Regions from separate parts of the Mus musculus genome. Here regions 1, 2, 4 and 5 are each linked to region 3. Evidence: chromatin contacts called from public HiChIP or PLAC-seq and capture Hi-C data. All regions are on one chromosome and are shown on one strand. The core of a region is the stretch at or near the end of the contact, and the rest is flanking DNA. Distances in the headings are between cores, read along the strand shown.

What was found. HiChIP or PLAC-seq counts read pairs in DNA pulled down with a chosen protein or histone mark. Capture Hi-C pulls out chosen DNA fragments and counts their contacts.
Region 1: a contact with region 3 is called in an H3K27ac HiChIP or PLAC-seq map of embryonic stem cells, with 12 times the contacts expected there. The contact joins the enhancer-like site here to the promoter of Adcy8 in region 3. A contact is called at or near these places in 6 of 39 promoter capture datasets (the C10 cell line, cranial neural crest, hippocampal neurons and 3 more), 7 of 484 Hi-C or Micro-C datasets (the HL-1 cell line, cardiomyocytes, embryonic stem cells and 2 more), 13 of 115 datasets of contacts at active chromatin or transcription factors (astrocytes, cardiomyocytes, embryonic forebrain and 5 more) and 3 of 9 other capture datasets (adipose tissue, embryonic stem cells and liver).
Region 2: an H3K4me3 HiChIP or PLAC-seq map of stem cell-derived neural progenitor cells shows a contact between it and region 3, with 7 times the contacts expected there. The contact joins the promoter of Oc90 here to the promoter of Adcy8 in region 3. A contact is called at or near these places in 7 of 39 promoter capture datasets (the 3T3-L1 cell line, the HPC-7 cell line, embryonic stem cells and 3 more), 1 of 484 Hi-C or Micro-C datasets (embryonic stem cells) and 2 of 115 datasets of contacts at active chromatin or transcription factors (embryonic stem cells and stem cell-derived neural progenitor cells).
Region 4: a contact with region 3 is called in a capture Hi-C map of embryonic stem cells, with 6 times the contacts expected there. The contact joins the promoter of Efr3a here to the promoter of Adcy8 in region 3. A contact is called at or near these places in 6 of 484 Hi-C or Micro-C datasets (cerebral cortex and embryonic stem cells), 15 of 115 datasets of contacts at active chromatin or transcription factors (SST interneurons, astrocytes, craniofacial prominence and 9 more) and 2 of 9 other capture datasets (adipose tissue and embryonic stem cells).
Region 5: a contact with region 3 is called in an H3K4me3 HiChIP or PLAC-seq map of neural tube, with 6 times the contacts expected there. The contact joins the enhancer-like site here to the promoter of Adcy8 in region 3. A contact is called at or near these places in 11 of 39 promoter capture datasets (3T3-L1-derived adipocytes, the C10 cell line, the HPC-7 cell line and 6 more), 2 of 484 Hi-C or Micro-C datasets (both in uterus), 7 of 115 datasets of contacts at active chromatin or transcription factors (embryonic basal ganglia, embryonic forebrain, embryonic hindbrain and 4 more) and 1 of 9 other capture datasets (embryonic stem cells).

The regions. Positions count from the first base shown.
Region 1 is chr15:65,854,583-65,859,484 of GRCm38.p6, forward strand. It overlaps Efr3a (EFR3 homolog A), which reads left to right. Exons shown (of 23, transcript NM_133766.4): 15 at 47-208; 16 at 834-965; 17 at 1,940-2,007; 18 at 2,882-3,009. Among named protein-coding and RNA genes, the nearest start is that of Oc90, 55 kb to the right of the region's middle. Within about 2 kb of position 1,554, at least 3 of the 459 cell types and tissues checked have an H3K27ac peak or open chromatin away from gene starts, as enhancers often do. A contact at or near this core is called in embryonic stem cells, where this site is marked.
Region 2 is chr15:65,910,450-65,915,866 of GRCm38.p6, forward strand. Oc90 (otoconin 90) reads right to left here and starts at 1,838. Exons shown (of 15, transcript NM_010953.2): 1 at 1,790-1,838.
Region 3 is chr15:64,920,092-64,925,711 of GRCm38.p6, forward strand. Adcy8 (adenylate cyclase 8) reads right to left here and starts at 2,205. Exons shown (of 18, transcript NM_009623.2): 1 at 61-2,205. The coding sequence starts at 1,014.
Region 4 is chr15:65,783,355-65,789,077 of GRCm38.p6, forward strand. Efr3a (EFR3 homolog A) reads left to right here and starts at 3,666. Exons shown (of 23, transcript NM_133766.4): 1 at 3,666-3,892. The coding sequence starts at 3,883. It overlaps Gm41339 (a long non-coding RNA gene), which reads right to left and starts at 3,689. Exons shown (of 3, transcript XR_875389.2): 1 at 3,523-3,689. It overlaps Gm41338 (a long non-coding RNA gene), which reads left to right and starts at 4,243. Exons shown (of 2, transcript XR_875388.2): 1 at 4,243-5,027.
Region 5 is chr15:65,554,901-65,560,027 of GRCm38.p6, forward strand. No RefSeq gene overlaps it. Among named protein-coding and RNA genes, the nearest start is that of Gm23907, 140 kb to the right of the region's middle. Within about 2 kb of position 3,366, at least 3 of the 459 cell types and tissues checked have an H3K27ac peak or open chromatin away from gene starts, as enhancers often do. A contact at or near this core is called in neural tube, where this site is marked.

The DNA.
Region 1 (4,902 bases), core at 304-2,803, 930 kb after region 3:
GTACTACATTGTTAACATACAAAATGACCTTTTCTGTATCTTTCAGAATGGGCAACAGCTATACAGGCACATATATCTGGGCTGCAAAGAGGAGGACAATGTTCAGAAAAACTATGAGCTTCTTTATACATCTCTGGCGCTGATAACTATTGAGCTCGCCAATGAAGAGGTGGTTATTGACCTCATTCGACTGGCCATTGCTTTACAGGTATGCTTTCATAACATTCCACTGAAGAAAAGTTCTTTTTAGTGAAATAAATATCACTTATAGGAAAGTATGATTATTTATGAACCTGATTTTTGATTAGCAAGGTTTTTGGTTATAGATTCAATTACAGTGAATATAAGCTGTGTACTAAAGTCATTTAAAACCTTTCAGCACTTGATGAAAAAGTCTTTGTACTTAACTTCCGGTCTACTGGAAAGGATAGTTTTTAATAATTGTTATGTATTTGTAATTTTTAAATTATCTCTTAATTTATTTTATGTATATGAGTGTTCTATCTGCATGTACACCCTCATGTCAGAAGAGGACATCAGATCCCATTACAGATGGTTGTGAGCCACCATGTGGTTGCTGGGAATTGAACTCCCGACCTCTGGAAGAGCAGCCAGTGCTCTTAACCATTGAACCATCTCTCCAGCCCAGCAAGTGGCACTGTTTAGTTGGATTTGAGTCTTACGTAATAAAGGGGCAGCATGTAGTGCATTTGCACAGCCACCATGTGTTAATGTCAGCTATCTAGACTATCTTCAGTGTCCCAGTGGAATCACTGAGGGGATGATGCAGTGTGAGAACTTGATCTTTCAAATGTGTTTGTTTTCTACTTAAGGACAGTGCAATTATCAATGAAGATAACCTGTCAATGTTTCATCGTTGTGGGATCATGGCCCTGGTTGCAGCTTATCTCAACTTTGTGAGTCAGATGATAGCCGTTCCAGCATTTTGCCAGCATGTTAGCAAGGTGAGAGATTTAGAAAAGTTCTTAAACCTAGTTTTGTATATAAACAGCTAATTTCTGAGTAGTTAAATAGATAAATGGACAGACATATGGGTGGACAGATACATGGATGGATACATACATACATAAATGGATGAATGGATGGATTGATTCTGTGAAAATATGAGGTTCTAAATCAAAAGTATGGTTAATGTTGTCATATTTGGGTTGCAACAGCTTTTAAGTTGTTGTTGTATAGAATAGAGTATTTTCCTGTTTCACGTTGAGCCATTGTGAATCTTGACATCTTCAGTTCTACTTCTTTGTTGCGTTAGAGCTAGAGGTGGATGGTTAATATGCCTCTGAATTATGTCATCTTTCAGCACCGTTTAACTTTCTTCAGTGGCCATTACAGTGACTGACATGATTTCATATCTATTTCAGAGTCCTGAGCGTAGTGTAATGGGAACATGCACCCTGAAAGCCTTGGTCGGAGAGCCTTGGTTTTTAAGAGAACTTGTAGCACATTTTGCTAAATGTAGGTTTTTGGTGCATTCTAACAGGTCATTCACTTAGAACTCATTTGCATATTTGAGGCCTGGGTATTGTTAAAGTAATCAGACCCTTTGGGGAGCCACCCTTCCCAGGGCTCTGAACTAGGAGCAACTACTGAGCCAGCACACAGGGAAAAAAGAGCTCTTGAAAAGATTTCTAAAATAAGTCTGTATTATTTTGCCACATGCTCTGTTTCTTCATAGTATGTTTAAGTAACTGTAAGGCTTTGTTTTTCACTTCGTATATTTTATTATCAGTCTTTTGATAGCTGATGATTCTTTAGTGTTATGTGAAAACAAAATGAGTATGAATGCAGAGGTAGACTTGTAGTGCTAAAAGGTATTTTTTCAGTTTTGTTCTTAGATATTCTGTAAATGTTCACTGCAATGTCATAAGAAGATTTTTTATTTTTAATTTTGCTCTGTGTTTTTTCTTGTTTTCAGGTTATTGAAACTCGAACTATGGAAGCCCCTTATTTTCTACCAGAGCATATTTTCCGAGATAAATGCATGTATGTGAATTCTTTATGTATGAAGGAGTGTAGAGAGAGAATATATAAACTAGTCTGCTTATAATGATTACAAAGGATTAATTATTGTTCTAGGTTCATTATTATCCTGATTGTCTCATTTCTGTCACTTAATCCATATAACCTTTCCCTTATGTTATAAAGTACTTGCACTCTATAGATGTAGATATACACATAGTCCTGAAAATAGCAACTTTATCCTACTTTGTAAAATGTGGTAATATATTTCTTAATTATAGCATTGTTTTGGTGTGTGTTCTCATGTAAATGAACACTTCTGTTCAATCTTGTTGTTGAAGGTTTCCAATACCATAACAACACATCCAACTACAGGACAGCAGTAAAAGCAAGTTCATGTTATCCATCTTCCTTGTGTCACACAGGGGGAAAGCTGGGCCTTGATAACACTTTGGGCTCTAAGAGCAGAGGCTCAGTACTGGAAGCACCAACATAGGCTAAAACGCCCCAGTGGGAAGAGAGCATGGGCCTCCTGTGCCTACACATGGGCTTCCTGTCCTCCGTGGCTCTGGGCTTTGCATTCACTCAGCTCCGTTTTCACTTTTTCTCCTCTATATTTTACTTAGTGTGAAAAAATAAAACCTGAGCTTAGTGTGGTCCATCCTTTAATGTTGAGTCATGTTCAGACATTAGCAGAGTGACAAGGCTAAGTTTACTAGTGATGCATGACTGAAAGACGAGTCCTGACACCAGGGATTTGCTCACTTAAAACACATGTGTTCTCTCTAATCTCTAGGGAGCTTATACTTCCATCTTTCAACGTAGAAATCCTTGCTGTCTTACCTAATCTTGTTCAGGAATCAATATTGAATGATTGTTGTTTTGATCAACTTGACAGGCTTCCGAAATCTTTAGAGAAACATGACAAAAATTTATATTTTTTGACCAACAAGATTGCGGAGTCCCTGGGTGGCAGCGGGTACAGTGTGGAGAGGCTGACAGTTCCTTATGTGCCACAGGTGACAGGTATGTCCAGTAAAGTACTGCATTAAAGATGGAGATAGGATCAATCCTTTCATACGTAGGAAAATTAAGTGTTGGTTTTATTGTTATTTTTAATCTATTATTCATTCATTTGTAAGTTTAATATGTTAATACTTCTTAAATAAGCAAAATGAAATATTTTTTAAATAACCAAGTTTCACATTTGTCATTTAAAAGACAAAAAAGCAAAAAATAAAACCATAGAAGAATTCTGTAATTTAAGGTTTTTTTTTTGTTTGTTTTTTTTTTTAAATGCATTTAAAAGATTAAATAATTTTACTTTGGATTTAGCTGTCTTTTCTTCAGGCCCAAAGCCTCATAAACCCAAGCAGAAGTACAAAGGTAACTAGCTATATAGCTCCCCCTGGTGTCGCCTGCCCGTCCTGTAGGGAAAGCACTCCCTGGATGCAGTGTTTAGAAAATGGAGCCTTGCACTGTGTATTTAGGTGCCTGTCGTTCGCTGTCGTCCTGCTCTGTCCTTATCCCGTAGAGTACTTTACCATCTTTCCTCTCCCCTGCTCCCTTAACTGCAGTTCATAGTAAAAGGTCTTGTACTTATTCTCACATGTAACCTTGCTTCTTTTATTTCCTTCTCCCTCAGAACAAGCTACATTCTCTTTCACAGTGCCTCCTTATCATGGCTCAGGAGGACTCTGAATATCTCAGGGTATAATTAGTTACATGGCTGGATAGAAATCCTAAAGTATAAATAGATGTTTTCCATTTATAAAGTTGATGTTTAAAGTTGCCTAGTGTGTGGACCTTGTATCATGTAGGAGTCTTAAGAGTGATTTTTTTTTTATGGCATACCCAGTTTTACTCAGTTATTACTTTTTTTTCTTATGAAACAGTTGTCTACTATTGATTTTAAAAATTATGAGCAGTTAAGAACAATACGGCATTAGCTCCCTTCCACACTAAGATACCGAGGTTGAAAGTAAGTAATTTGATTAGCTAGCACACTAAATTTAGCTGTCTGTGTGCTCTTTGAAGTGCTTAATAATATTATTTCACTGACTTTTAATGAGATCAAAGATTGGCAGGCATTCAGAATGATCCAAGACAGCCAGGAGCATCTTTGAGTCTCATGGCCATGAATCCAGTTCGTGCACAACTCTAGACCTGACAGCAAGATCAGTGGTAAACATTTGACTGCAAAATGATCCAAATTGCTGTTTTGATCCCCATTTCTTGGGAACATGAAAATACTAAGCTATTAGCAGAAGGTCAGGCATGCTGGCATATGCTAATAATCCCAGCACCCCGAAGGCTGCGGTAGCAGGATTGCTGCTTTGCCGTGCTTCCTAACGGAGTAGGCTCACTGTATGTCAGACAGTGAGGAAGATGGTAATGGAAGGGTGCTAAGGTTGATTACTGTCTTGAGAGATTGCAACCTCATGGGGAGGCCATGTGAACAACTCTGCAGCCCTGGAGAAATAATGATGGTCTGCCCGATACTGCTGAACCACTAGTGTCCGAGCAAGTATTGGCTGACCCTGCATTGTTTCTCAGTCAAGCTAGTGAATGCATCAGTGTGAACTGCATACCACTGTATGACGACCAGACAAGGCTCTATCTACAATAGTTAGTCGTGACTGCCCCATAATATAATTAGTGCGTAGCTCTATGCAAACAGAACCCAAAGCAAGCAAGGTAGGTAGAGGTTCTGATTTTCATAGTCAGGTTACAGTATTTCCTTCATAAGTGTGGTTTCCCCTAAATCCCAAAACACAGGTGGTTGAATGACTTTGATAATATTACTCTAGCTGTATAGGACAGAAGTTTGATCCATTGTATTACTTGGCTTTAACATGACAACCAGTGGGGCAATTATAGTAATTCTTAAAGCGGATAATGAGGATGTGGAGTGAAACC
Region 2 (5,417 bases), core at 588-3,087, 990 kb after region 3:
ATCTTAGTCAAATTGCAAGTTTTTTAAGATGAAGCCTTCAAAGCTTGGAGGCTGGTGAATTATGGCACACAGGTCCCACTTGTGTCTGACTCCCTGTTACTGTGGTAGCACCTGCCTGGTAGCTCTTACAGGGCCCAAGTGAGTTAATCTCCACCCACAAACTGTGATAACTGAACTACAGAAGCTGCTCATGAAAAGGGGGATTGCAATTGCAGCAGCTGGCTACACTGTAGCCAAAGGCTCATCCTGTCCCCTTTTTGTGCTGAAGCCCTTGATAAAGTAGGGGTACCAGTTAGAGCTGCCATCTTTGACCCAGGTCTCAGGAGTGTACTCCCCCCACTGTCCTTGATCTCAGGCTACTTAGGCTGAGGGCTACTTGACTTCTACCTCCTAGAATTTATGGGAGCGCAAATAAGAAAAGTCACTGAAACATAAGGCATGGATCCACGACTAGTCTATTTTAAGAAATAACTTATCATAGAGAAGAGAGGAGAGTGGTGGGGAGGTTGCTTTGTACAGAGTTTCAGTTTGGGAAGGGGACATATTCACTTCTGAAAGTGACAGTGAAAATGATGATAGAAAAACAAAAATTTACTTCACACTACTGTCCATTGAAAATGGACAAGATGGTAAATTTACATGTATATATGTGTGTGTATGTATATATATATATGTGTATATATATATATATATATATAACATATATTGTATATGTTATAGATATCCTAATATACTATTTTAACTAGGTTATAAATTTATGGATCTTGTTCCTTGCATTAATTGGATCACGATTTGTGTCAGGTGGCCCACCAAACGTGCTCCATGCACTGTCCAGAAACAAAACCTTAAGACTTAAAAATAAAAAAAACAATATAAATATCAACATGCCAAATTGTATTTAAACGATGGACAGGCACAAGGGAAGCAATGTGAATGCCAATGTCTGTGCTTCAAACCATTAACCAATCCAATCTAAGCCTTTGCTCTGTGGATTCTACCCTCACCTGTCTGGTCAGCTGCATGATCCAAAACAATTAGCTTCCTGATTGTTGTTACAATTTAGTCAGGAGGCCTATATCTTGTACCCCAAGGCTGCCCTTTGTGGCCATCCCCCAGTAGAATCAAGGCCACCTTCTGACAACTTATCCTGTGGCTACTTGACTTATCCTGTGGCTATCTTGGAACCAGACCATGATAATTGGCCTGGATCCTCCAGGCTCAGTTGCTGGATGGATGGAGCTCATTTTTATGAGTAACAGTTTGAGACTCCTGGAGTTGATCCAGGAGAATCTTGCCATGAGTTACCAAGTAGGAACTCTATCCTCAAGTCCACTGATCCACTGCAGGCACCCTAGACACAGTTGTTGACCCACAGATTTATGGGGCCCTTGCTGAAGTGGTGTGTGTGGTAGGGAGGTTGAGCAAAGGAGTTCCTAGTGCAGTTTAGCAAGTGTTGTCAACTTGGCACTGCATCTCCTTCTACCAGGACCCAGAGTGCTTTGGAGTTCAGCAACACCCTAAGTACCATCCAGGAATCACACAGTGCTAAAGATTTGACCCTTCTTTCCTTCTCATCTTTTCTTCTCTCCTTATTCCCTCTTTCACACATCCACTTCTGCCATCTAGTTCTCTTTTCTTTCCTCTTTCCTTCTCTCCTGTCTCCCACCCATATCTGTCTTCCTTAATCTATTTCTTCCATCTATCTGACCCTGCCTCCTTCTCCTTTCCCATTCCACCTTCACTCTCTTCTTGCTATCTCGTTATGTGATCACAAGGAGGAGGTACCTACCGTGAAGTGAAGCTCCACTCGAAGGCTGTTGAATGATCCAGTGTTGCTTGGCTTTGAGGAAATGGGGACAGTGTCTTTTATATTTCAGTCAAAGACCCCTGGTCATGTGAGCACCTTCTCAGACTCATACCAAGAGCTTTTCATGCACTCTGGCAGGTGGGCTGCATGGGAGGGGAGGAGGTATCATAATGCCATGCCTTGGCACAGGTGAAGGCTTTATATTAAACAGTTCCATCTTGAGCCCTCTGAGGAGACCCGAGCTCTAATTAAAGAACAATGGCTGCCTTGTTCCATACCCCCCACCCCACTTCAATGTCTCAGAGACTCTCTGATTATGTCTGAGGATCACAAGGGAATAACTCTGGAGGCCGAAAGATGTTGAAAGTCACAGGCTCCCTTGCTAGGAAAAAGGCAGGCTTTGTCTTGCCTAGTCATTACGACAGTGACTCTTTAGAAGTCCCTGCTTAGACATGGGGATTTGCTTTCTCATTCCTTTATAGTTTTCTATCCAAGTTGTGGGGTACAGTCAAATGGGGGCTTTATAATTAAACTCCCTAGGTTCTACTTCCAGTCCCACTGAGCTCCATCTTGGCTTTCATGTCTGCTACATGGAGGTCATCCATGCACTTAAAAAAGCTTTAGGGGCTTTTCGGAATCTTCCCTTCTCTGCATAACTCTTTGTAGACCACTTTCCTTTCCAGTAGTGTGCCACCAGTGGTAATGAGGACTTTGTCCTTGTCTCTACAGTCATCACAGCAGGATGTTTGTGTAATCTTAGGGGGAGAGAATGGAGAAGCAAGTGTTTACAGAGGTATTTATCCCATCTCACATATGCTATCACATTTGACACAGATCAAGTCAGCCTGGCCATGAATCCTCTGAGGTTGAGGCTCTTGAAGGAGCAGAACTAGTCAGATGGCTGTGTCAGGGTCAGTGGAGTCTTCCCAGAAGACTCCACATTGAAGGGCTTCTCCACATAAGAAGTTGTCCTTGTGTGTTAGAACTTCTGTCTGTATTGGCCATTAGGTCACTCAGATGCACTGAGGGTCGGAGCTATATTTGCTTAAGTCGTATTCAACAAACGCAGATGAGCTACTGTCTCTAAAGCTGTCAAGTCAGTGGGACACAGGTCTCAAAACAGCCAAACTGATCCTCTGTGGATCTCAAGAACATTGCTACTAAATGATGTGAAGGCATTAACAATCTACCTAGGAGGGAAGTTCTAGACATTTGCAGAGGAATAGAAGATTTTTCTCCCATAGCTTGTAAAAGAATGTTATGGTTTAAATATGAACTTAGCCTGTAAAAGGATGTTATGGTTTCAGTATGAACTGTGCTCCACCATAGGCAAATGTGGTGAGTACTTGGTCCCCAACTAGTGACACTATTTTCAAGAAACTTTGGGAAGTAGGACCTAGCTAGAGAAAGACTAGTAAATTACTACCAGACAGATCTTGTTCCTGGCTCTTTGACTGTCTGTCTGTCTGTCTGTCTGTCTGTCTCTCCTTCCATTCGTACCTCCTTATCTCTCTTTCTTACTCTGCTTTCAGTTGGCCATGGGACAAGAACCCCTCTCTGCCATGTGCTTCCAATGTGCCAATCGCAGGGGTGGGGCAAGCAAAGTTTAAATCTTCAGAAACCAGGTGCTGAAACAAATTGTTCCTACTTGAGATTTTCTATCAGGTAATTTTTCCACAAGGAGGTAAACATATCTAACAGAAAGAATGTATTTTAGAATCTGTTATTGACACTCTTGTTCAAAGGATTCTTTTCATTGGGTAATGTCTTGCCCATTAAAAGATTGCCCATGCACCTATTGGATGCCTGTGGTAATCCCCACCAGACCCTCTAAACAACATAACTAGACATCTCCATAATGCTAAATATTGTCTAGAGCTATAACTTTCTATTTTCTTCTGGTAGAATAGAGTGAAAACTGAGTTTCCCTAGAAACACAGACAGAAGACAGAGTTGTTCTCAGTAAGAGTTTAATGACAGATTCCACTATGAAAGCAGCTGAATTCTTTACTCACACGAGCCCAGAACTACACTTTGCAGAAAGAGAAAAATACATGCAATTATATAGAGACATGCTCTGGGACTGAGATGTGCTCTCTCTCTCTCTCTCTCTCTCTCTCTCTCTCTCTCTCTCTCTCTCTCTCTCTTCCTACTACTTTCCTTTTACTTCTCTTCCACTCTTTCTCTTGCCAATATAGATTTTCCTTTGTGTCATGGAGTATATAGAAAAGCTCCTTTTCCTTCCAGGAAGAGTGTAGTTTAAGTCCAGGTAATCACATAATCTACTTGGTATCTGGGGCATACAAATTTTCCATCTACTTTACCTAATTAGATAAGCACTGGTAGCCATATATCCATGAATTAGAATCCCAGTTCTTTGTCATCTCCTGAGGCTTGTTACTCTTCTTCCATATCACATAAGTCAAGATATACTTGTTTTAAGTCTTTCTTAGGCTCTGGGAGACCAGCAGACTCAACCACTGGGCAAGCAGTTTGCATGTGGACTTTGTGTGTTTTCCACCATTGTTCACTCAGAAGGTATGATTGTAGAGAACTGGTCCCATATGGACCTCTGAGCTCTTGTCTAAATACACTATCAGATCCCAACACAAGCTTCTGAAGTACTCCATATTTGAGCTTTGTCAAAGTATAGTCATGGCTGGTTAGTAGTCTCAATAAGGAGAGTAGTTGAGTCCACATGGGCTCTCCTCAAGAAAACAGCCTTGCATGTAGGCTTGAGCTACCAACCTATCCTAGGTGATAAGTGGCTTTCTGGAGACCTTTGGCCATCCTTTTATTGTCAGATAATTCCACCAGAGAACAAGGAGACAGTCTAAAAGCTGAATAGAAAGTCTGTTTTGCCAGATTGCAACTGCATGTGAAATTTGCCCAAATCATGTAGCCCTGAGACTTATCTTTCTCTGCCTTTTATGCATAAAAACTATACCTTGGTCACACACTTCAGTTACCAACAACAGTTAGTGAGGAAACTACAGAAGTCAAAGAGCAAGGTTAGTATATTTAAAGTCTTCCACAGAGCCTAGCCTGGGTCTTTAATGAATTAGAACTTGACTCCCATTTTGGCAGGTAGTGGGAGTCTACATTGCTGTAAGGTCAGAATGGTGTCTCTAACATGGTGTCAGTTGTGCTAAGGTCTCAGGGCCTGTTACTCTTTCCTCCCCAAAGCCCTTAATTGATATGAACTTTGTCCATTAAAAAAATGGCCCAGCCAAATTAACTTAAACACACTAAAAGGAACATCCTTTTTACTCCATTGAAGTAGGCATCCTTTTTGCTCCTTAGAATACTGGTTGTAATTACCTCATCTTTGCAAACTCAAAAGGTCATTTCTTAGCCACCCAAATCATAACAACAGGTACTAATGAGCTTGACAGCTGTGTAAAAGTCTTAAAAGTGTTCAGACTAAAAATGGACCTTTCTGTCTTTCTGGATGGGAATGCACATGCTGCTTCTCCATACATGCCCAAGCTCTATGCCCTGAGCCCCTTCTTGTTCATGCAAAGAAGTATCAGGACATTCAACTATCTTCTGGAAGAAGGGGCTCTTTAGTTTTTGGATTATAAAACTAAAGAATGCTTTAGAAAGAGAC
Region 3 (5,620 bases), core at 955-3,454:
AAGTTATTTCTAAACAACCCATGGGAGTGGAGCTGAAAAGCAAGTGCAAGCAGGAGTTACCTGGTTGATGGAAAAGACCGCTAGCCTGGGTATGAGTACTTGAAGGGTGACTTGCAGCAAAGATGTGCCCAGGCCGGCCAAGATGGCCCAGGTGAGAGGCAGGGGAAGCATGCTGTAGGTGGCGAAGAGTGTAAAAAGCACGTAGCCTATGCCGTCGCCCAGAAGCCCATAGCCCAGGCCTGCTGCCAGAATCTGGGTGGTCATAGCCACCCAAGTGACCACGCCGCTGTATTGCAGGTAAGTGTGGGAGGTGTTGTCCTTCCTGACCACCACGAGGGCGCAGATCACCACCTCGATGCCAGTGAAAAAGCCTAGCAGGATGCCCTTGAGAGGGTCCATTGGAGCCGAGGCCAGGCTCAAGTGCAGGACTAAAAGGGTGAGTTTGGTTAGTACATCCAACACGTTCATCACTACCTCCGATTTGCGCCTCTGGCCCAGGAAATAGCGTTGGTAGAGGCGCTCCAGATCCCGAGACTTGAAGGAGTTGCGTAGGGTTGGAAAAATGACCCCTCGGTAGCTGTATCCTCCATTGAGGAAGAAATCCGAGTTACTTGGGGCACAGTCAAGGTGTAGGAAGCCCAAGTCGCCCCCGCCCCCGCTGCCACTGGCACTGCCGCTCCCGCTGCGTTCCGGAAAGACTTTGGTGCCACCGGTGTTGTGCGCTCGCTCTCCGGGGCCCAGAGAATAGAGAGGCAGCACCGAGTCGCTAGACAGCTGCGGCGCGTGGTGATTGGGTCCACTGCCCGCAGGGTTCGAGGCTTTGCGGGAGACCCCGCCGCCGCCGCCGCCTCGGTGCCCGTGGATGAAGCGCTGCTCCGTGATGTGCCGCACCGCCGTCTGCCACAGCAGCCGCTGCGGCCGAGAGCCGCTCCCGTCGTCGCCGGCCGGGGGCGTCGGTTGGATGGTGTAGAGTTCCTCGCTGCCACTAAGGCAGTGCACATCCGAGAGCTCCATGGCTTGGGTCCGCGGGGAGGGAGGCACAGACACTGGTTGTGTCAGTTGGTGATAGGGGTTCCTAAAGACCCAAAGGCCGCTTGGCAGCGATCCCTTCTTTCCTAAGCTGTTCGACTGCAGGAGCCCTGAGCAGGGCCCCCACAGGTCAAGTCATAGTGAGCCCAGGAGCAAGGTGTTCCTGGTAGAATGCAGCGGACCCCTGTGTACTGGCAAGCCACCTTCCCGCCAATCAGCTCAGCTTGGATACGCAGTGAAAGTGGTGGCTGTTTGTCCGCGAAATCCTCAGCGCTCTGAGCCACGCTGTCCCTTTCTGCGCTCCAGCCCCCTGGCTGTCTCTAAGCTCAGCGTCTTGGCGCAGTCTTCCTTCTCCAAGAGGCGCCTGGGCGCCGCGCTTCTGCTGCGCGTCGGGCGGGTCCTGGCTGCGGCACTGGACTCTGGACGCCCACGTCTCGGCGGCTGCAGAAAGGCTGGCCAAGGGTAACCGATGGCTAGGATGGGTGCTAAGTTAGCAGCTGTGGCGGCAATCATCGCCCTTCGGATAACTCCATTGCGCCGGCATGGGGAGCCGGGGCGGAGCTGGAGGCGGGCGCGATGAGGCAGGAGGTGTGGGTGATGGTGAGGCGGCAGGGCGCCCCGCGGGAGGGCAGGAGAAAGGTGGTAGCCTTAGCACTAACAAGTCACCAAACAGTTAATTTGGAGGTGTGCTGAATGAAGCTCTCTCTTCGGTTCCTTCCTCATTGTGGCCACTTCCAGAGCAAATACTGGCAGCGCGGGTTCTGGACTGATGCATTCCTCAAGGAAGATCGTGGCGCTGCTAGCCCCAGGGTCCCAGCCTCCGCTACAGGACTAAGTCACCGCTGCTAGTAGCGATTCTGATGGGTCGCAGCACACAATTCCCATTCCCTTCACTTCGCTCTTTGGAGTCCATTGGGCCTGCCAGACCCCAGGGGGTGTGAGGAAAGCACAAGTGGGAAGGGTAATAAAGCCAACAGCTGAGTTCGAAGAGAAGCCACAGGAGCGGATTCCTGAGCCTGAGAAACGAGCCTTGGCGGGTGAGGCGGCAGGCGAAAGGTTTGAGCGAGAAGAGGCTCCAGGCCGAGTGGAAGTCGATGAGACGCCTCCGGATCCAGGGAAGCGCGGGGCTACTTGGGCGCTCGGAACCGCGCAGCGGGACCGGAGCCTGGGAGGAATTTGGAGACCTGTCAGAGCGGTCAGACACCCGCGGCGACTTAAACCCGCCCCCGCGCCAAACCACGCCCCCGGAACCCAGGATGGGGGTGGGGGAGGGGTGGGGGCTGGGACACGGAGGCACCCAGATCTGCACAGGACGCCCCAGGTCTTGAAGGGCCGCACCGGTGGGTCGAGCGAGCGCGGGCTGCTGGAGCCCCGAGCCTGGCAGCTCTGCGGTGGAGCGCTCCAGCTGGCCGCGCCCGCTGGTTCCTCCGCGGTTCTTTTTTAAGCACTGGCTCCTGCCCTTGGCAGGTGCAGAGCCAGGATCGTAGGCCGCTTTGCCCACGAACTCTTTGAGACCAGAGACGCGCACTAGAGGGGCTCATTTCCGCCCTCCCCACTCGAGAGCGATGTAGTGTGTGTGTGTGTGTGTGTGTGTGTGTGTGTGTGTGTGTGTGTATTTAATGCCAACTTTCAGATTAAAACTAAAATCCTCTCAAGAAGCCACTCTCATAGCGGTGGGCAGCCTTTTACTTTTCTCTGCTCCCGGGGTCTGGGTAGTAGAGGGTATTAGGATGGGGGCGTGGTCTGCATATTTCGAATACTAAATTTGACTGGGCTGTCAAGAAAGGTGCGAAGGAGGACCTTCGGAAAGGCATTTCCAGGGGCCTCCTGGAGGCAGCATTCCTGCCTGCCTAGGTATGTTGAGGGTCGCGGTCAAAACCCAAGTTGCCCCGCAGCGGTTCTTGCATCAGCATCCAATCCAGCGGGGTCCTTGGAGTCTGGCTTTTCAGGGATCTGGTAGCAGTACCAGTCTGGAGCCCCATTCTGCAGGTGGTGGAAATCAACACCTCTGCCACAGCGACTGCGGCTGCAGCCAGTGAAGCTCGGGCCCTGAACACAGTCAGCTGATGGTCAATGACGTCAGGCTCTGGGCGCTTTCGCAACCCCGCGGCGTCCCATGAAAGCCTAAATGACCTGGCCAAGCGGTCTCCAGGACACTATTCCCAACCCCCACCCCACCCTATCTCCCCCGACCCCAACCCCGAGAAGGCGATTTTTTATGCCTTCTTCTAGTGCAAACTCCTAGCTCCTTTTGGTCCTAAGCAAAAACAGCTTTCCCTGAGGATCCAGAGCGCCCTCCTCCCATCCACACCAAACCATTCTCAGGGTTATTTGTAGCGACTGTGCCCCAGAAACCTGTGTTTTGACTCCTCTTTCCAAGTCTTATAGGTCACCTGCCTCGCATAGAGCATCCAGAAAGAACAGGGGAAAGTCCTTTAAGGTGTTATCATTCCTCACCAGCATTTCTGGAATTTGGTGCACTCAAGAGAGAAGGAACTCGATTAAACGATGGATTTTGAATAGAAAGAAAGCTGATTCTATTTTAAGTTCAGCTTGTGAACATATTAATTTGTTAACTGATCCTTAAGGGTCTGGTTGACCCTTGGGAGCTAGAAATTAAGAGCAAAGCATTAAAAACAAACAAACAAACAAACAAACAAACAAACCAAACCCAAAACACAACAAAACTAAAACCAAAAGCCAGGTTGTTATGTAGACATTAACGAAACCAATGTATACATCATCCTGAACAGTTTATTCTACTTTTAGATTCTTGGACTCAGGCTTTCCGAAACTTCTGAAACTCTAGGGTGGCTAATCTTTTAATTTGGAGGAGGGGAGAGAAAGGGACTAAAGAGTGAAGAGTTTCCCCAAAGCTCTCTGGTCTGGACATAGAGATGGGATTGTGGCTTTTCTCTTCTTGAGGGCACCTGTGCAGTCACCTGCGTCCGTGACCACCTAAGCATCAGTGCCTGCGGGAGACGTTTCCTCGGGTTCTTCTGTTTCCTGGAGCCCGAGGGTTCAGCCTGGATCAATGAGGAGTTGAAGGCAGATGGAACTTTCCTGTACAATTCTTCCTCCAAGCTGGACTCTCCCCAGGATGATTTATTCAGCAGCAAGAGGAGGCAGACCAAAGAGGGGGAGACTTGGGCTCAATCAGATAAAATGACTCAGGTTGATGAATGAGCACAGCTTGCTGCAAGGAGAAACTCCAAGAATTTCATGAAGTCAGAGGCTGGAGCAAAAGCAACTCGGAGAAAACATCACGTTGGCCCAGTTGACCTTTTCTTTCTTATTAGGGCACTATCACAGTCTATTGTAAAGTGAGAGAGCTGACTGCGCAGAAGATTCAAGCGTGGTCCTTCTTATTGGGGTGACATGATGCTCTTCAGCCTCCAGAGCATTCTGTTCTTGAACGAGAACTTTGGGTGCACACAAATACTATACTTATTTTGTAATATGCCAACCACCAAATGATTTCTTACTCAAGACATGCCAAGCATTGTGTTGGAGCCTGGGAGGGACTAGGAACGTGCTGTTACTCCCTATATATTTCACAGTATCTACTGTGATCCCACTACAGTATTTTGACATTTTAAATTTACTTTTTTATATAATGACATTTCCCTTTATTTTTGGACTTCTCGTTTCATCTTTCTCCCCTAAAATGCTGCACAGCCCATTCTTCAAACCAGAGTAGTGTCTTTGCATAAAGCCTTTTATGATATCCCTAGTGACCACGAACGAGGTCCTCTTATGCCATCTGATGATATGCTTTGTGAACAGTGGTGTAGCTCCTACCAAAGGGATTATAGATCCTCCATTAAATCCCAGATCTTCATTTTCGTTGCTTCTCCTGGTGAAACATTGATGCCCTTGAAGGGTGGCTCAGCTTTCTTTGTTGTCATATTCCTTGGCTTAAAGGTAATTGTAAGGCTAGTGACATTTTTTCCCAGCCCCTACCAGCTGTCAAGCTCATCCCCAAGTCCTTCATAAGTATCCCACTTAACCATTTCAGTAGTTCTGTGAGTCAGGCTTTGTCTGCTTTTAGGATTCCCATTTTACTGAGTAGGATACTGCACACTGAGGCTTCTTATATATAAGTACCTTTAGGTACATTTGGATAGTCCAAGTCTCAAATGCACATACTTAATGAAAGTTTTGTAATTAATAATGACTAACTTAAGCAAAGCTGGTAGAAGTGAAAACACTAAATGTATGCTGATTTTTCAAAGGCAGATTAAGGGATTTCTGAGGTTTTTGTTGTTGTTGTTGTTGTTGTTTTTTGTTTGTTTGTTTTGTTTTTTAATGTGGAGAAATCTGATCCTTAAGTCCAAATAGCAGATGAATGTATCAGAACAGAGTCTTTTGTAAATGGGTGGAAGGCTTATTCATTTTGGCTTACTATTTTTATAATTGTAAAAAATAAAAAACAAAACAGATTTTCACATATTAGATTTAGCCCAAACAATTGACTTAACCTATTTTTTCACTAGTTTCATAGTGATAAAATATTCTTTTGCCTCTTTGGAAAATAACATTTGTTTTGTGATGTTGATGCCTACCACGGACTACATTTACAGTAGCTATA
Region 4 (5,723 bases), core at 2,416-4,915, 860 kb after region 3:
TTGGAAGAAAGAACAAAAGTTTCCTAGAATAAAGGATGCAGAAAAGCAAGGTTTTGAAAGGCCTCTACATTCCAGGAGTAAGTGAAGAGAAAGAATTTTGATGCTGAGCTATAATGAGTTTTAAGCAAGGCATAGGTATCATTATATTTGCATATTAGACAGTGTGCTCTGCCTCCTCCATAGCCTGACAAAAACATAGCCTCAAATACCCATGGCTCACACATCAACAAAATTCGTCCTTTCATGAAGGGAGATCTAAAAGTCCACCCAATGTTTGGCACACCTACCCTTTTCCTGGACAAGAGATGAACACTGCTGTGATGGATGGGAAAGCCTAGATCTCAAGTCCTACTTGCTGAGATTGGCTCAGAGATGATGGGTGGGGGAAAGCATTTGTAAGCAGAAACAAGAAAGCAGCCTGGGAGAGGTCAGTCATTTGTTCTTAATTCATATAGCTCAAGAATTGGTGAAGGATTCATTGCTTAGAGCAGTATGAGATAAGGAGATACACAGGCATTCTTTGAATCCATTTTTAAAAGCCAAAACACTGCTTGCTATATGGGAGAAGGGCTACCCAAATCTTATGTGCATTCACTAAGAAAAAGGTATGAAACTCCAAATGTTATGAAACTCTGTCTCCTGTCTTTCAGCTGTCCTTGTTCAGAATCCTTGGTTGCTGATTTCACTTTTGGCAACAATACAAAACCCAAAAGACCAAGGGGACAAAAAGACAAAGATATTATGTGCCAGACTCTCTCAATGCTTTGGTATCTTTTTTTGGTAATGTAAGTAGAGATGTCTGCTTTTGGGAATCATACCTGCCTTCTAGGGCACAGTGTCCTCTGGGTCTCTCTCTCTCTCTCTCTCTCTCTCTCTCTCTCTCTCTTTCTGTCCTCTGTTTCTCTGTGTGTGACTTTGCTGTCTCCACATCCTTCTTCAGAGGACTCTCTCCAACTTCTACATTTAGCAGCTTCTGTCTCTGGGACAATAATTTCCAAATTTTCCTTCCTGAGTTCTTTAGAATGGGAATTTACAATCTGGTATATCCAGCTGGCTTCAGCCCTTTTAACTTGGATGTCTCTCCTGGATGACTCTTTAAGCTCAATATAGCCAAGATAAGCTCCCATCCTCTCCTTGTATTGCTCTAAGACAGCATTCCTTTCCAAATTTTCCTTTGCTCCCCTGGCACCACGAGCTTCCTTGTTCCAACCTTGGAGTTATGTAACTAACAGATGCTTCTTTATTGCTTCCTATTCAGCAGCCAACGAATCCCAGGGATTCTTTTTCAGAGTCAAGATTTGGCTCTTTCTTTTTCTACAGCTAAGCAGTGCTAAGCACCCAAAAGTTGTTTCTGCACCAGTATTGATGCCTCCTAAGTGGCTGCTTACCACCAAGATTTCTCTACCAGGCAGCCAGTCTACGCCTCAGTCCTCTGTTACTGATAACTTGATACTATTTCTCCAATAATGAGCATAGAATAGTTTGTTAAGTAATGAATCCAGAGCTTGAACACAAAGTTGCTTATTAACTCCTTCTTTTTTACCTTCACTGTTTTTGTGCACTTGAATAAATAGAACCATACTTTCTTATCTAGAGGGATTATTCCAGGATCTCCCTTGAATACAGAATTGCTTAGATTTAAAGTGCCTTATACAAGACACCACTGCATTTGCATATAGCATACATGCATCTTTCCTAATACTTTAAAATTATCTCTAGATTAATTATAAAAAGTACAATGTAAATGCTATGTGAACAGTTGTCATATTATATTATTTAGGAAAAATAAGGAATACAACTCTTTGCTCTCATCACAGATAAAAATGGTGGTTTTTCTCTTATACATTTTCAATTTAACCTTGGTTAAGTCTGAGAATATGAAACTAGAAGAGCCAACAGTGTGTAGAATTATTGAATTAATGGGTTCTGGATCACCACTATCTGCCAGGCAAGAATACGGGTGTTACAATGTACATTTGTATTCCTACTTATAAGTATGGACATTTTTCTATTCCTTTAAAACTAGGTATCCCAGTGGCAGAATATCATTGCTTGCAACAGTATCATTAATATTACAAGGGTAAAACCTGACAGTATAGGCATACAAAGGTAGTGAAAGTCTCGGGGAGACAAGTGAGACGAGGAAATAATTTAGAGGTCACACTTCACTGGAGCTTAAGTTATTTTTTCTGTTACTATGATAAATTTTCTGATATAAGCAACTTAAGAGAGAAAGTGTTTATTTTGTTTGGCTGATTTTTAGTACAGGATCTCACTGTGTAGCCCTAGCTGGCCTGAGACTTTATATACAGATCCAACTTGTCCTTAAACTCACAGAGAGCTGCCTGCTCTGGCTGGAACCAAAGGCACACCCCACCATATTGAATCTCATAGAAAGGGCTTCTTCTGGTTCACAGTTCAAGGTTGCAGTCAGTTCTGGTGAAGATGTAGCAGCAGTGGACTGTACTGCTGGGAAGCCGAGTGCTCTGTGTGTTCTGCTGCTGAGCTGTCTCTTGGCACTTATGCTGTCCAGGTCTTCCCACCTCAATTAACCTAATCAAGATAATCCTCACGGGCATGCCCAGAGGCCTGCATCCCCGGTAATTCCAGATTCTGTCAGATTGACGACTCTACGATCACAGAACCTGTTTAAGTATGGGCTTCATCCTTGCTGGTTTGTCCTTCCCTGTCAGCAAGGGACAAGTCTCACATCTCTTACGTGTACTTCCCTTCACTCGTTTCTATGACTCACTCGAGAAATTGCTTCTATTCTCCACACCCCCCCCCCTTCCTCCAAGGCCTTTGCTAATTCAAATTCTGTTTTATTCCAAGTTGACTCAAAGAGTAATTGCCCTCAGGCCTTCCTGGTTACTTCATCTTCTTTATCTCCTCCTCTTCAGACTTCACAATCTTATTTCTTAAGCAGAAAGTTGGCACTACGCTCCAGGGTATAGGTCTGCAAACCAAAGTGTATAGTTACATCATCCCATATGCTATCCAGCAGCATTAGCTCAGGACTTAGTAATATACTCATTACTAATTCTATAGCAGAATTCCATGTCTCTTAAATGAGCCACTTTGGAAACACAGTATTGGACTTCTGGACATTGCTTTTATTTCTCTAAAGGGGCTGTGGCCAGAGTATGGTGTCTGGCCAATGTTATGTGTACTGCCCACATTAGAGATGCCCTGGCTCTAGGGTTGACCCAGATTTGTGATTCCCAATAGACCCATCAAGTAGAATATTAATGATACCCAGAGCTAAGAACAGGGTTAGCCAAGTGTTCAGAACTTGTTCGAAAGAAGAAGACCAAGTCCTGAGGACTGTCTCACTTTGAAAGTTACGGGAAGCCCCAGGAGAAATGACATTTTCTTCTGTCCTCAGAGAAAATGCTCAACTATCACCCCAGATAACCCAAGTGCATTTCAAAAGCATTGGGCTTTCCGACACAAATCTGGCAGTTAAATAGATCCGAACGGGAGCCTGGGGAAAGTCACTACACTCAAGACTATTGGCCTTACCCTCACAGTCCTAAAGTGACCTTGGAGTTAAAACAGCCAGCCTTCCTGCTGCCCACTCTGCAGGTAAGGGCCAAGCCAAGCAGTCACCGCTTGGGGGCCGAGCTTAGCGCTTGGGGGCGGAGCCTCCCAGCGGCAACGCGCTGACGTCACGGGCGTGGGTCGGCCCACCGCGTCGTCGACGGGGCGCGGATCACGGCCGGTGGTCGCTGTACCCGGTCGGCGTCCGCTCTCTCGGCAATTCGTCCTCCGCCCCGACGAGGCGTCCGTGGCCGGGCTTCCGCAGTCATGCTGCGGTCGGCGCGGCTCGCGCTTCCCCTCTGAGTCCCGGGACGGCGGCGAGCGCGGCGAACTCGGGTCGCCATGCCTACCCGTGAGTGTCGGGCCAGGCCGGGCGGGCGGGCAGCGCCTCCAGGAAGCGCCGGTCCGCCCTGAGTTAGTTTCGCTTAGACTTCAGCGTCCCGTGGGCGGGGAGCGCGGGATCTCTGTGCACCCTCGGGGAAACTGAGGCGGGAGCGTTACGGGAACTGACGGCGGCCCGCGGTGACGGCGCGGTAACGGAGACCAGTGCGACCCGGGAAGCCCGGGCTGGTCCACTCGCCGCGCGGGCCCACTCGACTGTGGCCCCAAGGTCGAGGCCTGTGCTGCCTTAGTTTGAGGGACTTAGGTCCGAGGGACAGGCTGCAGCCCTCCCTGCGGCCAGAGGCCGGGCTGCCCCGAAGTGTGTCAGTCTGACTACTTCTTGGCTGACTTGGACGCGGTTTTGGCTTGCCCGCCTGCGGTGGGACCCGGGCTCCACTCATAGCAAGCATCCCGGCTGTCCCAGAGGGACGATAGGTTTCGAGATGACCCCGGTAGTCGAGGCTTTGAGAGAGAGACACTGTACTACAAGGTACTACACAGTTGCTAAGAGTGACCCAGATACTCACGCTGAGGCTTTAAATCATGTGGCTCACATTGATTACGTGCTAACTGGGTGGCTGATGCTGGTTATGGGTTTTTGAGGGTCTTTGCAAGTAGTGCTCTTGTAAGTGTGTCTTGCCATAGAATCTTTAAAGACTTGTGAATGTTTTTCTCGGAATTCCTAACTAGCCCTGCATGGTTTCTGTAGACATAAGTACGGGATTTCTAGGCAGCTTCAAATGCACAATTTCTTCTAGTGTTGGGTAAAGATTTCTTTCTGAATACTAGAATGGTTTGCCTCATAGCTGTGTCAAACCTTTCATCATAATGTAAAGGTCACTTTGACCCCTCAAATACCAAGTGTGTTTTATTTTGTTTGCACGTTATTCTGTGTTTCTTACTTTACATTTCTGCTTGATTCCTCCAGCCTGGAGGTATATTCTCTGCCTATCTTGTTCATGATCATTATTGCCAGTTTTATTATTCCTTACACTCATGTTCTATTATTTGACTATTTGGAATTAGCACCGTGCCAATCTTCTGGGAAACGAAAGGGGAGAAAGATAAAGGACATCAAAAGATGAGACTGCATATGGACTGTCTTGGTAAAATTCCCATTAAAATTCTGCAAAATCATCGAGCTTTTAGTTATGTGCTAGCATTTAGTTTCCTAGAGAGGATGCTGATAGTTACATTTTTAGGATGTTTGATTTATTTACTGTGTCCAGTGAGTTTTGGATGAACTTCGGTGTCAGATTGCTCACCGTGAGTAGGAGGTCAAGAGAAATGATCATGACTTATCTGTCAATTTGTTGCTGTGCATCACCTGGAATCAAAGGGAGATACTGATGTGGACAGAAGTTCAGCTCTGAAATGGTAGCTCTTGCTTTTTTTCTCCTGATGGTCAGAGCCCTCAAGGTGTCCGAGATTCTTCAGTGGGCAGGAGTGCTTCTTAGATGCCCCGTGTCTAAAGTAGACTAAATGTATAAGCAGAGACTGTGACACAGTCAGTCACTGTAGTATGGTATTATGGGTGCTTTTAGGAAAAGAAATTAATTTTTTATAAAAAAATCGTTATTTAGATGCTCAGCCAGTTAACCGTTAAGTGTTTTAGCTAATGAAATGCAGTGCTTTTCTACAAAAGTGAAGGGTTAAAGAGGATCGCTTTAATCTCTAGGTTCTAGAACTCTGCAAGCAGCTCACAGATAAATCATTCTATTGTTGTTTTTGTTGTTCACTTGGAATTGAAATGACACTGATAGCAGAAGCCACCTTCACATGCTGGAGCCACGCTGGCCAAG
Region 5 (5,127 bases), core at 2,116-4,615, 640 kb after region 3:
TCAGGTCATTCTTGGAGGGTCTATCAAAAACGTGACCCTACACACACACACACACACACACACACACACACACACACACACACACATATAGCTTCCACACTACAGAATTGCAAAGAAATACATTTCTGTGGGCTTTTTAATTTTTTTTTCATAAAATGTATACTGACACATTTTCCCTCCATACACTTCCCTCAGTACTCCACATACCAAATTTCTCCCCTAGATCCATGCCTCCTCTGTGTCCTTTTTGAAAAGAGCAAGCTTCCCGGTGATATTGAAGGAACACAGAATAACAAGATGCAATAAGGATAGGAACAAATCCTGATATAAAGGCTGGATTCAACAACCCAGTAAGGGGGGGGGGGATAAAGGTCCCAAGATCAAGCAAAAGGGTCATAGACATCTCCTGCTCCCACTGTTAGCAGTTGAACAAAACTCCCAAACTAACCAACCACATGATGTATACAAAGTCCCTAGCACAGACCCATACAGGAACCATAATTGCCAGTTCAGTCTCTGTGAGCGTCTCTGAGCCCAGCTTAGTTGATGTATGTGGGCTGTGTACTCATAATGTCCCAGACCCCTCTGGATCCTACAACCCTTCCTCCCCATCTTCCATGAGATTCCCCAAGCTTCACCTAATATTTGGATGTTGGTCTCCACATCTGCTCCTATCAGCTGCTGGATGAAGCCTCTCTGATGTTGATTGGTCTAGGCACTGATCTATGAGTATAGCAGAATGTCCTTAGGAATACATTCATTAATTTTTTTCGGTCAGTCAAGTTTGGTTCTACTGTAGGTCGGTGAGCAAGTTTTCAGTTTCTGGCCATCCAGGCATTTTTAGGCATGGGCCCCTTCTCTTGGCCTGAACTTCAAGTTAATCCAGTCATTGGAAGACCATTAGCCTACTTGTGAAATTTTGTGTCAGCAGCCCTTGAATCTCACCACTGCAATGGCTGCCACGGTATCAACTTAGTGATTTGGGCCAAATAGCGTTATCAAGTTATGTTGGCTGGTTTTATGTCAACTTGATATAATCAAAAGTCATCGGAGAGGAGGAAACATCAATTAAAATATGTCTCATAGAATGAATTTGGCAGTGTTCCTTCTGTTTCTAATTTTTTTAAATAGTTTGAGGGGTACTGTTATTAGCTCTTCTTTGAAAGCCTGGTAGAATTCTGTGCTAAAACCAACTGACCCTGGGCTTGTTTTGGTTGGGAAACTTTTAATGACTGCTTCTAATTCCTTGGGGTTATAGGGCTGTTTGATAGTTTACCTCATCTTGATTTAATTTGGATAAGTGGTAACTGTCTAGAAAAATCATCCAAATCATTTAGATTTTCCAGTTTTGTGGAGTACAGGCTTCTGAAGTAAGACATAATGATATTTTAAATTTTCTCAGTTTCTTTTGTTTCTGATTTTGTTAATTTGGATACGTCTCTCTGTCACTTAGTTTCGCTAAGGATTTGTCTGGCTGGCTGATTTTCTCAAAGAACCAGCTCGTGGTTTTGTTGATTCTTTTTATTGTTTCTAATTATTACAGTCCTGAGTTTGACTATATCCCACCACCTACTACTCTTGGGTATGTTTTCTTCTTTTTGTTCTAAGACCTTCAGGTATGCTGTTAAGGCCCAAGAGAGGATGCTAGAATTTCACTTAGAAAAGAGAATAAAATAGTTATGGGAGGCAGAGGGAGGGAGGGAACTGGATGGGAAAAGGGATGAGGAGGTCAAGGGGCATCAGGATCAGGTGTAGGGAAAGACCAGAGAAAAGGCCAGAAGGCCAGGAGAATGAACCTGGGGTAGGGGAGGTTCCCAGGAGTCAATGCAGGTAGCCTTAGGTAAGATGCGTAAGATATGGAATCAGAAAAACCCACTTCTTATAGCCAAGGGAACCACAGTGAAGGAATAGGGACATGAACCCACCCACTAAACTTTTAACCCAAAATGTGTCCTGTCGACAAGAAACGCAGGGACCAAGATGGAGCAGAGACTGGAGGAATGGTCAACGACTAACCTGCCCAACTTGAGACGTATCTCATGGGCAAGCACCAATCCCTGACACTATTAATCATACTCTGTTATGCTTCCAGATAGTAGCCTAGCATAACTGTATTCTGAGAGGCTCTACCCAGCAGCTGACTGAAACAGGTGCAGATACCCCACAGTTAAATGCTGAAAGTAGGTTGTAGAATCTTATGAAACAGTTAAGGGGAAGGGGAATCTACAGGAAGACCAACAGAGTAAACTAATCTGGACTCCTGGGAACTCTCAGAGACTGAACCACCAACCAAAGAGCACAAAGGGGGTGGACTGTGACCCCCAGAACCTATGTAGCAGATGTGAAGCTCAGTCTCCATGTGGGTCCCCAAACAACTGGAGCTTAGTTGTCCCTAAAGCAGTTGCCTGCCTATGGAATCCATTCCCCCAACAGGAATGACCTCAGTGGGAGAAAATGTGTGGGGGTGGAAAGGAATCCAGGGTAGGTCCGAACTTCTCAGAAGAGAAGAGGAGAGGGCAGGGAATGGGCTCTGTGAGAGGGCACTATGAAGGGTACCATATGGAATGTTTTTAAATGCCTCCAATATTGGGCTGTAAGCTGGCCTAGAAGGCATTTTCTTAATTAGTGATTAATGGGGGAAGATCCAGACCATTGTGGGTGCTGCCATCCCTTGGCTAGTGGTCCTGGACTCTATAATAAAGAAGGCAGAGTAAACCATGATGCATGATATATAAGCCAGTAAGCAGTACAACTCCATGGCCTCTATACCAGCTCCTGTCTCTAGGCTCCTGCTCTGCATGAGTTCCTGCCCTGACTTTCTTTGATGAAAAGGAGATACAGAAGTATAAGCCAAATAAATCCCTTCCTTCTCAACTTATTTTGGGTCATGGTATTTTGCTTTAGTGATAGAAACCCTAAGACACAGGTCCAGCCATTGTGTTGTTCAAATGTGAGACAAAACAGGAGTAAGTTCATTGGGTATAAATATAGTAGCCTAGAGTTAGAGCCAGTCCTTGGGTACAGCCAAAAGAGCAATATGCTCTCTAGTGCCAAGAAAGTGTGGCTTCAGTGTTGTATATTCAGTTTTATGAATAAGAAAATTCAAGGCCGTAGGAGGTGAAATTCCTCAGCTATGGTTGCACTGCAAGCTAGATGTAGTAGTACTGGGGAGGGGGAGGGCTGATTCCTGAGTCAGGCTCTCCACATCACACGAGGAATGCCAAGTTCTATTTCTCTCACATTCAAAAATGGTCTAAGAGCTGAGGCAGTGAAGACAACCTGTTAGGAACCGGGGCAAAGCAGCCTGCTGCAGAGAGCGAAGGTTGGAAACCCTTTGTAAAGTCACTGAGTCAGCATCCCTCAGATGAGCAGCAGAAACACAGGGAGGGGCTATGACCAGGGGCCTCCTTGGTTGATTTGCTGCAGGTGAAGAGCAGATAGCGCTCTCCCATTAATTTTAATGGCAGCTGAGTTTAAAAGGATTTATGACCAAAGAGTATAAAGAATGATTTGAGTTACAACTTGGCCAGGTCATGTTTAGAGGCAAGAGTAGAATGTTTCATTTTCCAGACTACTGACTTTCCTTTTAACTCTCCTTCCCTGAAAACATAAATAAAAGAGAGACAATGAAAAATGATCCTGACTTTCTTCATGGTTGAACCTATTTGGAATGAAAAGAATAAAAGCTTAACAGTTCAAGAACAAAACCTGAGAAGGCTTGAACAGTATCAAAGGAAGAGTTCTAAAGTGGGTCATCTGCCCTCAACTTACGACAGTGCTCTGGAAGAAGCTTCTACAATACGGACCTCTATTTTCTCATCCATAAAAGAACATTACACTGTTATGATCCCGGAGGAAATCTTATGTCACAATGTCCCTGAATTCAAAACCATAGGTCAACTCTCCCAAGCTCTGTGACCTTGAGCTGATCTCTCCACCTCTATATTCCTTTGGTTTCCATGAGTTTATATATCTTTTCAAGGGACCCAGAAAGGAAGGGGCAGGGCCCAGTCCTCCATCTACAAAAGCCACTTAGTAAGACACTAGGTCAAAACAAACAAAAGACTGCTTAGAATCTCCCAGTAGGTTGCTTGCAAATGGGCAATTGACTTCAGAGTGGTGACCCCACCAATAAGAGAAATGCATTCCATTGATTGGAAGATAGTACACTCTCACATTAGTCAGTTCACAACTAGCTAAGAAAAACCTAGATGGTTGGAAGAGCAAGGAATTGTGGGTGGTTGTCCTCTAATACAGAACCGGCTTAGTTCCTTGTGAAAAAAATAATGCCTGTGGCTATCATTGAATGCATTTTAAAGAAAATCAACTTGACTATGAGTTTCACCCCATGACAGATGCATGGTTTCAGACTTCCTACCTTCTCATCCCTATTCATTTACTAACAGAGGACACTTGGAAGCTTACTCAACTTGACTACGACTCATTTACTAATATTTAAAGTGGAAACAATAACAGTCTACTTCATACACACACACACGTGTGTGTGTGTGTGTGTATATATATATATATATATATATATATATATATATATATATATGATGTTCCTTATGTGAAGAAGCATAAAACTTAATGTCTAGAATGTGTGACAGAAAATTACATTCATTATCAGTATTTTATGAGCGAGTCCCCCAGAGCCCTTAAGTACATATGCTTAATTTTCATTTATCATGTAGAAGGATGGCTAAGGACCTCCTATTCCACTGTCAAACTCACTATGGATCTCAGCTTGTCATCCAGTGTACTTCCTTTAAGTTCAAATCAAAATCCTCTTTTTCAAGGGAGATAAGCCTATAGCTTTAAGTTTTTTTTTTAAATTCTATTAATTCAGAGGCTCTTAATGCACTTCCTTTGAATGCAATGATAATGATTCCCATAGGTTGAGTACCCTTCCTTAGAATGAAGATCTCAAGTGTCTTTGGGAAAATGAGCCAATCTCTGTGATAAAAGTCGTAGACTCTGTGTGATGAATATTAGTTTCTCTAGCATTCTTGGCTCAAGGATTGTTTTATCATAGTGATCTATGGAGACAAGTGAAAATGTGGAGGGATGTTTGCATGCAATACAAAGATGCCCCTATTACCCTTTTCTACATTGGTAGAAACTTGG